Regions from separate parts of the Mus musculus genome. Here all the other regions are linked to region 3. The links are chromatin contacts, called in public HiChIP or PLAC-seq and promoter capture Hi-C maps. All regions are on one chromosome and are shown on one strand. The core of a region is the stretch at or near the end of the contact, and the rest is flanking DNA. Distances in the headings are between cores, read along the strand shown.

The links. Promoter capture Hi-C pulls out the DNA fragments that hold promoters and counts their contacts. HiChIP or PLAC-seq counts read pairs in DNA pulled down with a chosen protein or histone mark.
Region 1: an H3K4me3 HiChIP or PLAC-seq map of craniofacial prominence shows a contact between it and region 3, with 4 times the contacts expected there. The contact joins the promoter of Col23a1 here to the promoter of D930048N14Rik in region 3. A contact is called at or near these places in 1 of 39 promoter capture datasets (cranial neural crest) and 3 of 115 datasets of contacts at active chromatin or transcription factors (craniofacial prominence, forebrain and stem cell-derived neural progenitor cells).
Region 2: a promoter capture Hi-C map of neural stem cells shows a contact between it and region 3. The contact joins the promoter of Cdkn2aipnl here to the promoter of D930048N14Rik in region 3. A contact is called at or near these places in 2 of 39 promoter capture datasets (liver and neural stem cells), 1 of 115 datasets of contacts at active chromatin or transcription factors (pancreatic cancer cells) and 1 of 9 other capture datasets (liver).

What each region holds. Positions count from the first base shown.
Region 1 is chr11:51,288,069-51,291,944 of GRCm38.p6, reverse strand. Col23a1 (collagen, type XXIII, alpha 1) reads right to left here and starts at 2,025. Exons shown (of 29, transcript NM_153393.2): 1 at 1,558-2,025. The coding sequence starts at 1,818.
Region 2 is chr11:51,965,617-51,969,049 of GRCm38.p6, reverse strand. Cdkn2aipnl (CDKN2A interacting protein N-terminal like) reads right to left here and starts at 1,419. Exons shown (of 3, transcript NM_029976.3): 1 at 1,093-1,419. The coding sequence starts at 1,331.
Region 3 is chr11:51,649,388-51,652,859 of GRCm38.p6, reverse strand. D930048N14Rik (RIKEN cDNA D930048N14 gene) reads right to left here and starts at 1,906. Exons shown (of 4, transcript NR_027958.1): 1 at 1,647-1,906. N4bp3 (NEDD4 binding protein 3) reads left to right here and starts at 1,787. Exons shown (of 5, transcript NM_145974.3): 1 at 1,787-2,182. It overlaps Gm30058 (a long non-coding RNA gene), which reads left to right. Exons shown (of 2, transcript XR_388627.1): 2 at 63-770.

The DNA of each region.
Region 1 (3,876 bases), core at 776-3,275, 360 kb after region 3:
TCTCCCTTCTGCGGGCACTTTAAAGAAGGGAGAGGAAATCATTCAGAAAGCAGCGATTTTGCCCGGAACCAAGGAGGAGAGGTAATGTTGGCTTTATCTTAAAGTGACTTAGGAGCTGTGGGAAACAGGAAAGTTAGGTCTAGACTTCTTCCATTCCCTTTGAAATCCCAAATCCACTCCACCTTGGGTACACAGCTCAATATCTGATGTCAGGAGTCTAACCCAAGGACTTGCATAATCTAAGTCAGCCTTCTCCCTGAGCTGTGCCCCTAGCATTGCACAGCTCAGTAAAGTAGCAAAGACCATAGCAGGGCACAGCTTAGGGAACAGGTGGTAGATAGTACACCTGCCCCCTGCTTCCTCTCCCACAAGCAAGGTTCATTTTCTACTGTCCTTAGGATTGACTCCCCACCCCCACCCCCGCCTTTAGATCTGGGGCAACCACCTCCTCTAGGAGGAGGTGAACCATTCCTATAAGGGAGGCAGAGCTGAGAGAAACTGTAGTGTGCGGGTGTATGCCACAGTTCTACAGGCAAGAGGCTTGCTGTACCGAGGGTAGAGGTTCTGGCCAGGTATTGTCAGATGGAGTATCAGTAGACAGAAGATCAGAAGTCCAGGCATACAATGGCCATCTTCTTTTGTTTTTGTTGTTTGTTTTGATTTCTTGAGACAGGGTCTTCCTCTGGCTGTCCTGGACAGGATGACCTCAAACTCAGAGATCCTCATGCCTCTGCCTCCAAAGTGCTGGGATTAAAGGCGCTCATCAATATGCCCAATGGTTGGCATTTATTTATTTATTTATTTATTTATTTATTTATTTATTTATTTTCGTTCTGAAGCCCAGGCTGGACCTGCATCTCAACTATATAGTTTAAGCCAGCCCCCAACTTGTAGAGAGATTCACACAATTCAGCCTCCTAAATTCTGGAATTACAGATGCCACCAGGGCAGGCTCAAAACAGGAGTCTTAACCCTCGGAAAACAAACCTAAGACGCTTTGGGGGTGGCCTGTAGAGATCACCACCCAGCCAAACGCGCACAGAGGCAGCTAGCTCAGCTGTGTCCTAGTCTTCGATGCACAGTTTTAGTGGGCCAGCTAAGGAACACAGCACATCTAGGCCAGAGCCGCTCCCAACCTAACCTTCCCGGACACAGAGGAAGGGCTGGCCTGAGCCTTGAGGTGGTCCGGACTGTTTCAGGCAGACTAGCCGTGGGAACGCAAGAGCCTCATTAGTATCTCCAGCGCTGGAGAGCAGGCAGAGGCTGTGGGTCTGAGCACACACTTCAGTAGAGACTCCGCACTCAGGACTGTTGTTACCCCAAGGTCTTTCTTTACCATAGCCCCTTAGTGTTACCTAAACAGCCCTTTAAGTTGTTTTTCCTGCAGAAGCAAGTCCCGGCACAGAAGCTGGACAGCAGGACCCTTCCCCACCAGCGACCCCAGTGCAATCCACTAGGTGAGTCCTGCTCCTGAAGGTGACGATCAACGCCGCCCCCGCAGCCCTACACCCCCTCGTGAAGCGGGACATCCCCCGGCCGGCGATCGCGCGCCCTCACCTCCCGTAACAGGCGCTCCAGGTGCGTTTCGGCCCAGGCGGCCAGGGCTCCGGACGGCCCCGCATGCCGCAACAGCTCGCGCTCCTGCTCCAGCGCCGCCACTCGGCCATGCAGGGCGGCCGCCTGGGCTCCCAACAGGAGACAGGCGGCCGCAGAGCCCACCGACAGCAGCAGGCACAGCGCGCTCAGCGCCCGCGACCCGCAGCCCGCTCCGGGGTCCTGCGCGCCTCCTCCGCCCGCCGCGCGCTCGCCCGCGCCCATGGCGACCCGCCGGCTCTGCGTCGGCGCTGCGGCCCGGGGCGGCTCCAGGTCGGCGGCTGCGGGGCTCCGCGTCCGGGTGGCCGCGGATCGCGCACGCCCCCCTAGCCGCCCGCTCAGACTCAGCGGCCACTGCGGGCAGTTCCTTCTATGCAAATAGACCCCGCCAGAAAAGGCGCGGGGACCCACCCAGGGGAGGAGCGGCCGGACGGGGAGGGCGGGGGTGGTGGTGGGGGCCTGGCGCTCATCAGCTCCTCGCAGTCCGGGCCCTCGCCTAGCGGGTCCCGGAGCGCGAGCCTCTGTACCCCGCCGGTGCCACCCGAGGCACCCTATGCGGCCGGGCTCGGCTCTGTCGCAGGCCGCCTGAGGTTGAGGCACTCACTGTTCGAGCCTTGGGAGTGTTCCCCAAGCTTGTAGATTGACCTTTCTGACACTTGCAAAGCAAAACTTGGAACTCTGTGGGAAAGTTAGAGGTTCTTTCTAGACGGTAGCTGAGCGCCGCTTGGTGGCCAAAAGCGACCCCTGCGGGTGTGCGCAGGAAGACTTGGTAACCGAGAATCAAAGAGAAAGAGAAACAAAGGAAGGAAAGAGGAAAACTAGTGAGAGGAATGTGGAAGGAAAGAGAGAAATAAGGAGAATAAGAGACAAGGAAGGAGGCAAACTAGGCACCTCTTATAGTCAATGTTCACCATAGCAACTCAGGCATGGACACTAGACAAAAAAGCTCATACTTCTTTCCTGAACCAGAGGGAGCAGTTAGTTCAGGAAGCAGACAAAAAACAAATGGGAAAAGTGTCTAAAACTTGGTATACCTTGAATTCTGCAGGGACAGACTTAGCCCAAACCCAAATCTGGAATGCATCATACTGACTTGTCTTAACCACAGTTACATTAGGACACCAATCGGGCCCAAAGAGAAAGCCATCCACTTACAGGGATGGCCAGAGAGGCTGAAGTTGGAATCCAGGTTTTAGCTGCCAGGGCCCCCACAAGGCATATTTATACCTCAAAACTGGTCTCAAGTAACTGTCACATTAACTCCTGGGACACCCTTTCGAGAAGAGTCAGTCCTGAGTTTGGAGCCTGGTAAGGGGCACACGTGATGGAGTGGGTTTTAGATAATTTTCCACCTTCCCTTCTGACTCTCCTGTGGCTGTCTTCTTAATTTCTGTGGCTGCATTATCCATTCTGTATTCTTAAAGCCTGTTGAGACCCAGCAACACTCCTACTCCCCTAATTAAAAGGGAAATCACCCAGCTGGCAAGACCCTCTGAACTAAAACTTCCTGGGGTTGGAGGCTGTGGCCTCAGGTAAAGTGGAGTTTCTGGTAGTGGTTATAAAGTCTTGGCCCTGTGTGAAAACTGTGCCTGTGCCCAACAAATATTCTGAAAACCTCTTGCCAAGCAAACCTGACAGTCTACTGAAGTCTCTGAAAAGACGCCAACACCGTATTACAAGTTAGCACCCATTCTCACTACCCATTACCTACCAGTGTTAGTGTTAATGGGTACTGTTTCATTCTAGAAGCGTCTGTGTATTGAACAGGGCGATTGCTCCCTGGGTCTTTATTCTTGTCAGATACCTATGTGGATTAGCCTTCCTCCCAGACTGTGAAGAGCAAGCGCCTAATCCTGAAGTCAAGGTTTCCAGAGCCTGTCCCAGACTGCCCAATCTGAGGTGGCCTCGTTCTCAGTCCCCTTCATGATTAATCAGGAGATGGGGACATCTGTCCTAGTTACCTTTTAACTGTATCCTCTTGTTTCAGGCACCGCTGTCTTCTTACAGAACACTATCTGGCCTATAGCCGACGTTCAATAAACACTGGGTAAGTGAATCGAGATGAGAAATATGTTTACCATCTGCAGTTCTCAGTTGGAAAGGCAGGAAAGAAAACACTCAGTTACTTGTCAATTGGGGTCCTAGAAGGAAAGGCGGCATCCTCAGAACAGGTGATTGAAGCCAGCTTGATGGTAGACAGACTTCATGGTGGCAAGGAGGGAAACCAGCAGGAGGTAGGGGGTTGGGGGTGGCGAGCACCCTCTGGCTCACAGTAGTAGGAAG
Region 2 (3,433 bases), core at 170-2,669, 320 kb before region 3:
CTGAGTGCTTATTTTGGATGTGTAAGGGCCTGGGTTTCATCCCTAACACAAAACCCAAAAAGTAAACCAAGCAGTTTGGCCTGGAGGGGGTCCTGTGACCACTACAAAATCAGGTATGAGTGAGGGTCTCCTGTTCTAACACAACCTCACGAAACTCTAGAAGCCTGGAAGAGCCTGGCCATGCATGCCTCTCAGGACGTGGTTGCCTAGGTGGATCAAGTTCTAGGATTGCCTGGGCTACACAGTAAACTGGAGGCCAGTCTCAGTTATAAGGGAAGACTGCCTCAAAAATTAAAAATCACGGGCTGGAGAGATGGCTCAGCGGGTAAGAGCACCCGACTGTTCTTCCGAAGGTCCGGAGTTCAAATCCCAGCAACCACATGGTGGCTCACAACCATCCGTAACAAGATCTGACTCCCTCTTCTGGAGTGTCTGAAGACAGCTACAGTGTACTTACATATAATAAATAAATAAATCTTTAAAAAAAAATTAAAAATCACAAGGGAGTATAAAAACCTGGTGTCATTTCCAGGTGGAATATCTCAAGGCCAGGCTCTTGCCTTCCAGGTGTGATCACAAAGACTGGGGAGGGCGGGGAGTTAGGACAGCAACAAGATAGCATGGGTTACTTTCCTAAGAGGGAAGCCAAGAAGAGAAAGGGGAGAAAAGATTACATCCTGCCTTAGCGTGAAACCCACCAATGGTGAGATACATCACATCCTCTTGCTAGGTGTCTTCATCTAGAGGAAGAGTCTGCACTTTTGTCACGTGGGCGACAGGAGCTAATAGACTTCAAACACACTCTGGAAAGGAAGTCCTCTGGGCTAATAAACAGTAATAACAATGACCATTGCAATTCGGCCGCCTTGGAGCACACCTGCACTGCACGCCCTATCATTCAGCTGCTGTAGTCATCCCAACCACTCATTCACAAGAGAAAAGCGAGGCTCAGAGGAGAGATTTTTTTCCCGAGGGAATGCTAAGAGGGGATCAGTAGGAGGCTGGCGCCAGGTTCAGCGTGGAGCAGTGTATATGCCCAAGCTGAGGATCGACTGATGGGGACAAGGTCAGCCAGCTGTCGGGGGTCCGCACCTGCAACCCAGGAAGAGGTGGTTGGCCCAGACCATGGATAAGGACAGCAGCTGGTCCAGGCGGCCGCCGCCGTCGGGTGGGTCTCGGTAGTCAGGCAGGTGGCGCAGGATGAACTCCATGCGCGCTTTCCATTGCTTCTCGCTCTCCGAGTAGGAACGAAACTGCTCGGCGAAGTCGGCGGCCTGCCGCACGCCGGAAACTAGCTTCTCCACCGCGGCGCTGGCCTCGCCACCCACCATGGCTCCCGCTGCCGCAGCCGCTGCCGCCGCTAAGGATCGCACCAGCCCGCCGCTTTCCCGACACGCCCCGCGCCGCCGCCGCACGGCTAGAGCGACCACGGCTGAGGGCGAGTGCTCTGGAGGACTTATCTGGAGCGCCCTCGCGGGGCACGGAGGTCTAGTGCAACCCAGCGTGTGTGGCAACTGCTGGGGAGCTTGAGGCCCGCCAGCATAGAGCTGGCAGCTAGGTGCCCATTGGGACTCTGCAGTGCCCTTTTTGCCCTGGGTCGTTCACCGGGCATCTGTCTATCCTCAGCCACACCTGAGGTTTGCCCTAAGTTCTGTGGCTGTCCCTTGGGAGTGAGGTCCTCTCTTTTATGGATCCACTGTTATCTCAACATCTTCACTGAGGTTGTGTTCTCCTATCTTGCTGTATTCATCATCCAATCAGTACATACAAGGCATTTTGTTTCGTGCCCAGGATGCCCCACTCTAAAGGACTTTGTGAGGGACCCTCATGGTGGAAGGAGAGAACCAACTCCTGAAAACTGTCCTCTGACTTCTACATGCAAGTTGTGGTACTTTGATGTACACACACACACACACACCAAGCAAGTAAATAAATGTAAAAATATAAAATGTAAGCTTGAGTCAGAAGAAAGCCTAGAACTCAGGACCTCCAGATCTAGTGAAGGTCTTAAGTGGTGAGTGGGCTTCAAGGAAGTTCATTATATACTGTTTACTATTGCAGATCCTTCCCTCCCGCTCCCCCAGGGTCATACACGGCCAAGCTGGCCTACAACTGCTTGCTTGCTCCCTTCTGTGGCTTCTGTGGCAGTGTTAGGATCCCAGCAGGCAGAAATACAATCCAGTCCGCAAATGCCAGAGCAGTGAGGACCAGCACCAAGCTGGGTGCTCTCACCTCAGGAAGACACAGTGCTGACACTACGGCTTGGAACATCTGAACCAAACATGAGAATCCAAAGACAGAAACAGCTTTCCCCCAGCAGTCAGCAAGTTAACTGGATAACAGCGACCAGAGCTGAGTCCCAGGATACAGATGCCATACCCTGACTGATACTGCAGTGGCAGGTTCCCAAGTGAAACCTCAGATACCCAGAGTCAAGGTCCCTGGTAATTCTGATTCTAGCTTCAGCTGATCAGACTCTGAGGACATTTGATGTGCCAGGCACAGTGACAGACACCTTTTGTCCCAGCTACTCCATATGTCAAGGCAGGAGAATTATTTGAGCCTGGAAATTTGCTGCCATCCTTATCACCAGAGAAAGATGCTTGACTCTTAAAAACACTGCGGAGGCTTCAGTGAGCTACATCCTTGGTTCCTTGGTTGTGTACTGCAGTGGTTGGTCTAGAAATGAGAGCATGGGGGCTAGAGAGATGGCTCGGGAGTTAAGATAACTGGCTGCTCTTCCAGAGGATATGGGTTCAGTTCCCAGCACCCTCATTGTGGCTTACAGCCACCCACAACTACAGTTGCTTTGTTTGTTTTGTTGTTGTTGTTTTGTTGTTTTTTAATAACATAGGCCATAAGCCTATGCCTGAGCCTCTCCAGAGCTGGTATTTTAAGTGTGTTCCACCATGCTATTGGATTTTGATATAAATTTTAGCATCTCTTTGTTGACTTCTAGAGAAGCAGACTGTTGATATTTCATACGGGATCATGTTGACTACATAGATTCATTGGAGAATTAACATATCACTAGCGAATCTTCTAGTTTACAAACATGGCAACGACACATCTTTCCATCTAGTCTGGCTTTTTGTGCATGTGCTTTTGTTTTGTTGTTTTATTTACTTAGTTTTTGAGATGGTGTCCCTTTCTGTGGTCCAGAGAGTTCTTGAAGTCTCAACCTTCCTGCCTTAGCTTCCTAAATGCTGTGGTTACAGGTGTGCTGCTGCTGTATGTATGGGAAGTGGTACTTGCTTTTTAAAAGCAGGTTCTTAGGTAACCCAGGATGGTCTCAAACTCCTTTGGTAGCTTAGGCTAGCTTTGAAATACTGATCCTTGGACTTCCATTTAGGATTGCAGGCATGAGCCAGTATATCTGCTTTGTGGTTTGCTGTTTCTGTTTCTTTGCTTGCTTGCTTATTTTGGATGTGAG
Region 3 (3,472 bases), core at 657-3,156:
CCTAACTCCACAAATACTTGGTAATTATTATTGTTGCTGTTATTCTTGTGTCTGTATTGCAGAGGCTCTGCAGGATGATCCATGAGGCAGTTCTGGGACAACACCTGTGTGCCACCTTTGGGGAACTCTCCAGGCCCTGGCCTCCCTTCAGAGCTCCTCTACATCTGAACATGTCCAGATTTCTCCAGCTCTGGGCCTCAGAACCATGAATACACCTCCCTGAGGAAACATTTGAATTCTGGGCTTCTGTCAGGCTACTTGCCCAGAGAGGCATTTCCTCAGGTCCCCAAGACCATACGTGTGCTCTTATGGTCAATGTTCATCTGTCTCAGGCAACCCCGCTCCCCCATATACCTGCAGTCCCTGCATGACTGAGATACCAAGTGCTGTGAATGAGGTTTCTTAAAGAGAAAAATCCATTGTTAACATTTGACTACGGTAGAAATAGAAAACAGAGGCGGCAAATCGGTACCTGCTGGGCCACAGTAATGTTTTGTTGTTTAAATGAAGTTGACTTGCCTGATACAAAATTATCCATTTTAACTTAAGGTACTGGGAATTGAACCCAGGGCCTCAAGCAGCCTCTGAGAGAATGCTCTCCTACTGAGTCACACCCCAGCCCTCTGTAAGACAATGTAAAAGGAAAGTGCTGTCACCACCACCTGATTCCAGGACAAAACCCGATAACTTGCAAGGATCATCCTCATTTCTCCCTCCCTGTGGCTTCTAGCACTAGCCTGCATTCTGTCCATAAAGGTTCACACATGGTCTCTGCTGGGTTTCTTTGACTTACCATCACTTGTTAGAGGTTTGAGTTGTAGCATGAAATGGCACTATGCCTTTTCTGTGGTAAGTAATATTCCACTGTATGGTTGGACCACACTGTTTATCCTTTCACTAATTGCTGGAGGGTTTGACCTGTGTCCTTCTTTTGACTGTTATACACAGGATTGCTATGATCATCTGAGTGCAAGCACTTGTTGGCATACCTGATTTCTTTAGTCATATACCCAGGAGTGGAAATGCTATCATGAATCTGTTTAACTTACTGGTTTGGTTTTTTTTTTTTATCTTAAAAACAACAACAACAAAATTACGTGTATGTGCCAGCGTGAGTAAATGTGCACCCAGTGCGAGTAATGCCCCCAGGGGCCGGGGGTGGGGGTGAGGGGGGGGGCGTTCCATACCCTGGAACTGGAGCTGCAAAGGATTGTGAGCAACCACGTGGTTGCTGGGAACCAAAACCGGGTCCTCTGCTAGAGCAGCAAGTACTCTTAACCACTGAACCATCTCTCCATACACAACCCTTACCACCCCACCCCACCCCACCCCACCCCACCCCACATCTATGTTTAACTTTTTAAGGAAGAAAAGGTGTTCCAACTTCTTACTCTTGAACGTGTCTGAGTGTCCAGCCTTCGGTTTCCGTCCCCGCTACTGGCTTACCCAACCCATATGACTCATTTACACTATCAGTCTGGCCCCTAAAGGCATCTGAACCTGCCGCCCCTAGAAGGCTGCACAGGTAAATCAACCTCCCTCCAAAATAAAAGTCCAGCGGCTAACTACTGTAGACGCCTACTACACCTCTTCGGCTCTTAGAGCGCGTCTTGGGTTTATTCTCAAACGAGGAAAGTGGCGCTTACCTGAGAAAGAGGCGGCAGAGACCTGACCAACCCATCCCAGCAAGCCAGTTTGGAAGCTGGTTCTGGAAGGAAACCGGGTGAGGCGGGCGAGGCCCGAGTTGGAGGAGGAGGAGAAGGAGGAGCAGCAAGCAGTGCGGCGCGCGCTCTAGAGCCTCGTCCGGGCTGGGGTCTGCAGAGCTGCTGCACGTGAGCGAGCGAACGAGCACGCATCGCGGTGGCCGCTGCACCATGCGCGGCTAGCGGTGGGGTCCCGGCCCCGCAGCACCCGCGAGCCCGGGCGGGGCTCAGGTCGCTCGGGGGCGGTGCCGGTTCCCGCCCCCCACATCCGGGGGCCGGGCTGGGCGCTGGGGCTCGCGCCGCGCGGGTGAGTCAGGCCGGGTTTTCCCTCCGTCTCTGGGGCCAGCGGACGAGTGTCGCCCAGTGCGTCCTTTGCCCGCCGATCCGGCTCCCGCGCGTTCCCGAAGAGCCTGGGAAGAGAAAGGTTCGAGACCGAGCTGGGGACTGCAGCGCGCCCTAGGATTCACGGAGCCAGCATGGTAAGTGGGTAGGGCGGGTCGCTGAGGTCGTTCTCGGACACCCGGCGGGGGTTGGCAGGATGCTGTGCGCGCCCCGGTGTCCTCTGCTCCCGCGCACGAGGCTGACCTGTAAATGCATTTTCCGTGGAGCATCGCCCCGATCCCCACGCCGCAGCTAGGAGGGGCAGGCGCCCTTGGCGCAGGAGTCTGACCTCGGCCTCCGCCCCCTGCACCAGCTCTAAGCAGGCCCCACAGACGGCGGGCGGGAGACGTGCACCCCACCCCGCCCCCTGGGTAGCTAGGAGGGCCTCCGGTAGTTCTGGGATCCCTTGCTTCCTCCACAGCCTTCCTGGGCGCAGTTCCACCGGGATGTCCAACCTGTCTTCTCTGCCGCCTTCCCGGGGACACCACTCACCTGCCCTCACCCTCAGGGTACCCTCTTCCTGCCTCAGCCCCCTACTGTGTCTGGTCCTCACCTGGGGACCTGCGAACAGGGGACGTCCCAAGGTCTGGGACTCTGTTCCAGTCCTGACTTTAGCCTTTGACAAAAGTAAGGACCAGGACTCTTAAGGTATCTCAGTATTAAGATGGGAGCTTGGGACATACCCAACCCAAAGATACAGATTGGGAATGGTTGTCCTTGGGCGGGAGCAGAGGCGGGAGGCCCTCCTGGACCTAGAGATGAGCCTCCTCCCAGGCTCTCACAAGCAGGGCTTCTCTGCCGACTGGCTGCGTGTGGGTGTGTATGTGCAAGACTGAATGAAAGCGACCAGCTAGTTCCCGACACCGCCTCTAGCAGTTTCCTGAGCTCAAGAGTCCCTAAACCTGCGCCACTTCCACTATTTCTTCTTCTTACCTCTTTCCCCAGGGCGGGCAGGAGGGATCTCTGGGAGGGGGGTTAAGTTCCATCCCTCTCAACCTTGCCCTTGGGAGAAACAAGCATGGGGGGCTGGGCAGGCTACGTAGACAGCAGAGTATACTAGTGGAAGGTGACCCCTAGCTGGGACAGCTGGGTGTAGTATAGAGGGCTTTACTGTGGGAATCCAGATTGGTCCTCAAAGCGGAGTCTTCTTTCAGCGTGTGATTCCTTCTTTCAAGCCTCAGTTTCCCTATGTGTAGATAGGGTCCTTTATGCCGTGCTCCACCGACTAGTGTGGAGACGATGTGACATTGTGAAATAGAAGAGCTCAGAAACACTGAAGCACTGGACATAGAGCAAAATGTGGATAATTCTGTCCAGGGGGTAGGGTATGCCAGCTGCCCCCATCGCCTCTCAGGCTGTCCCCATTTTTGGAGTTGGGACATTCCAGT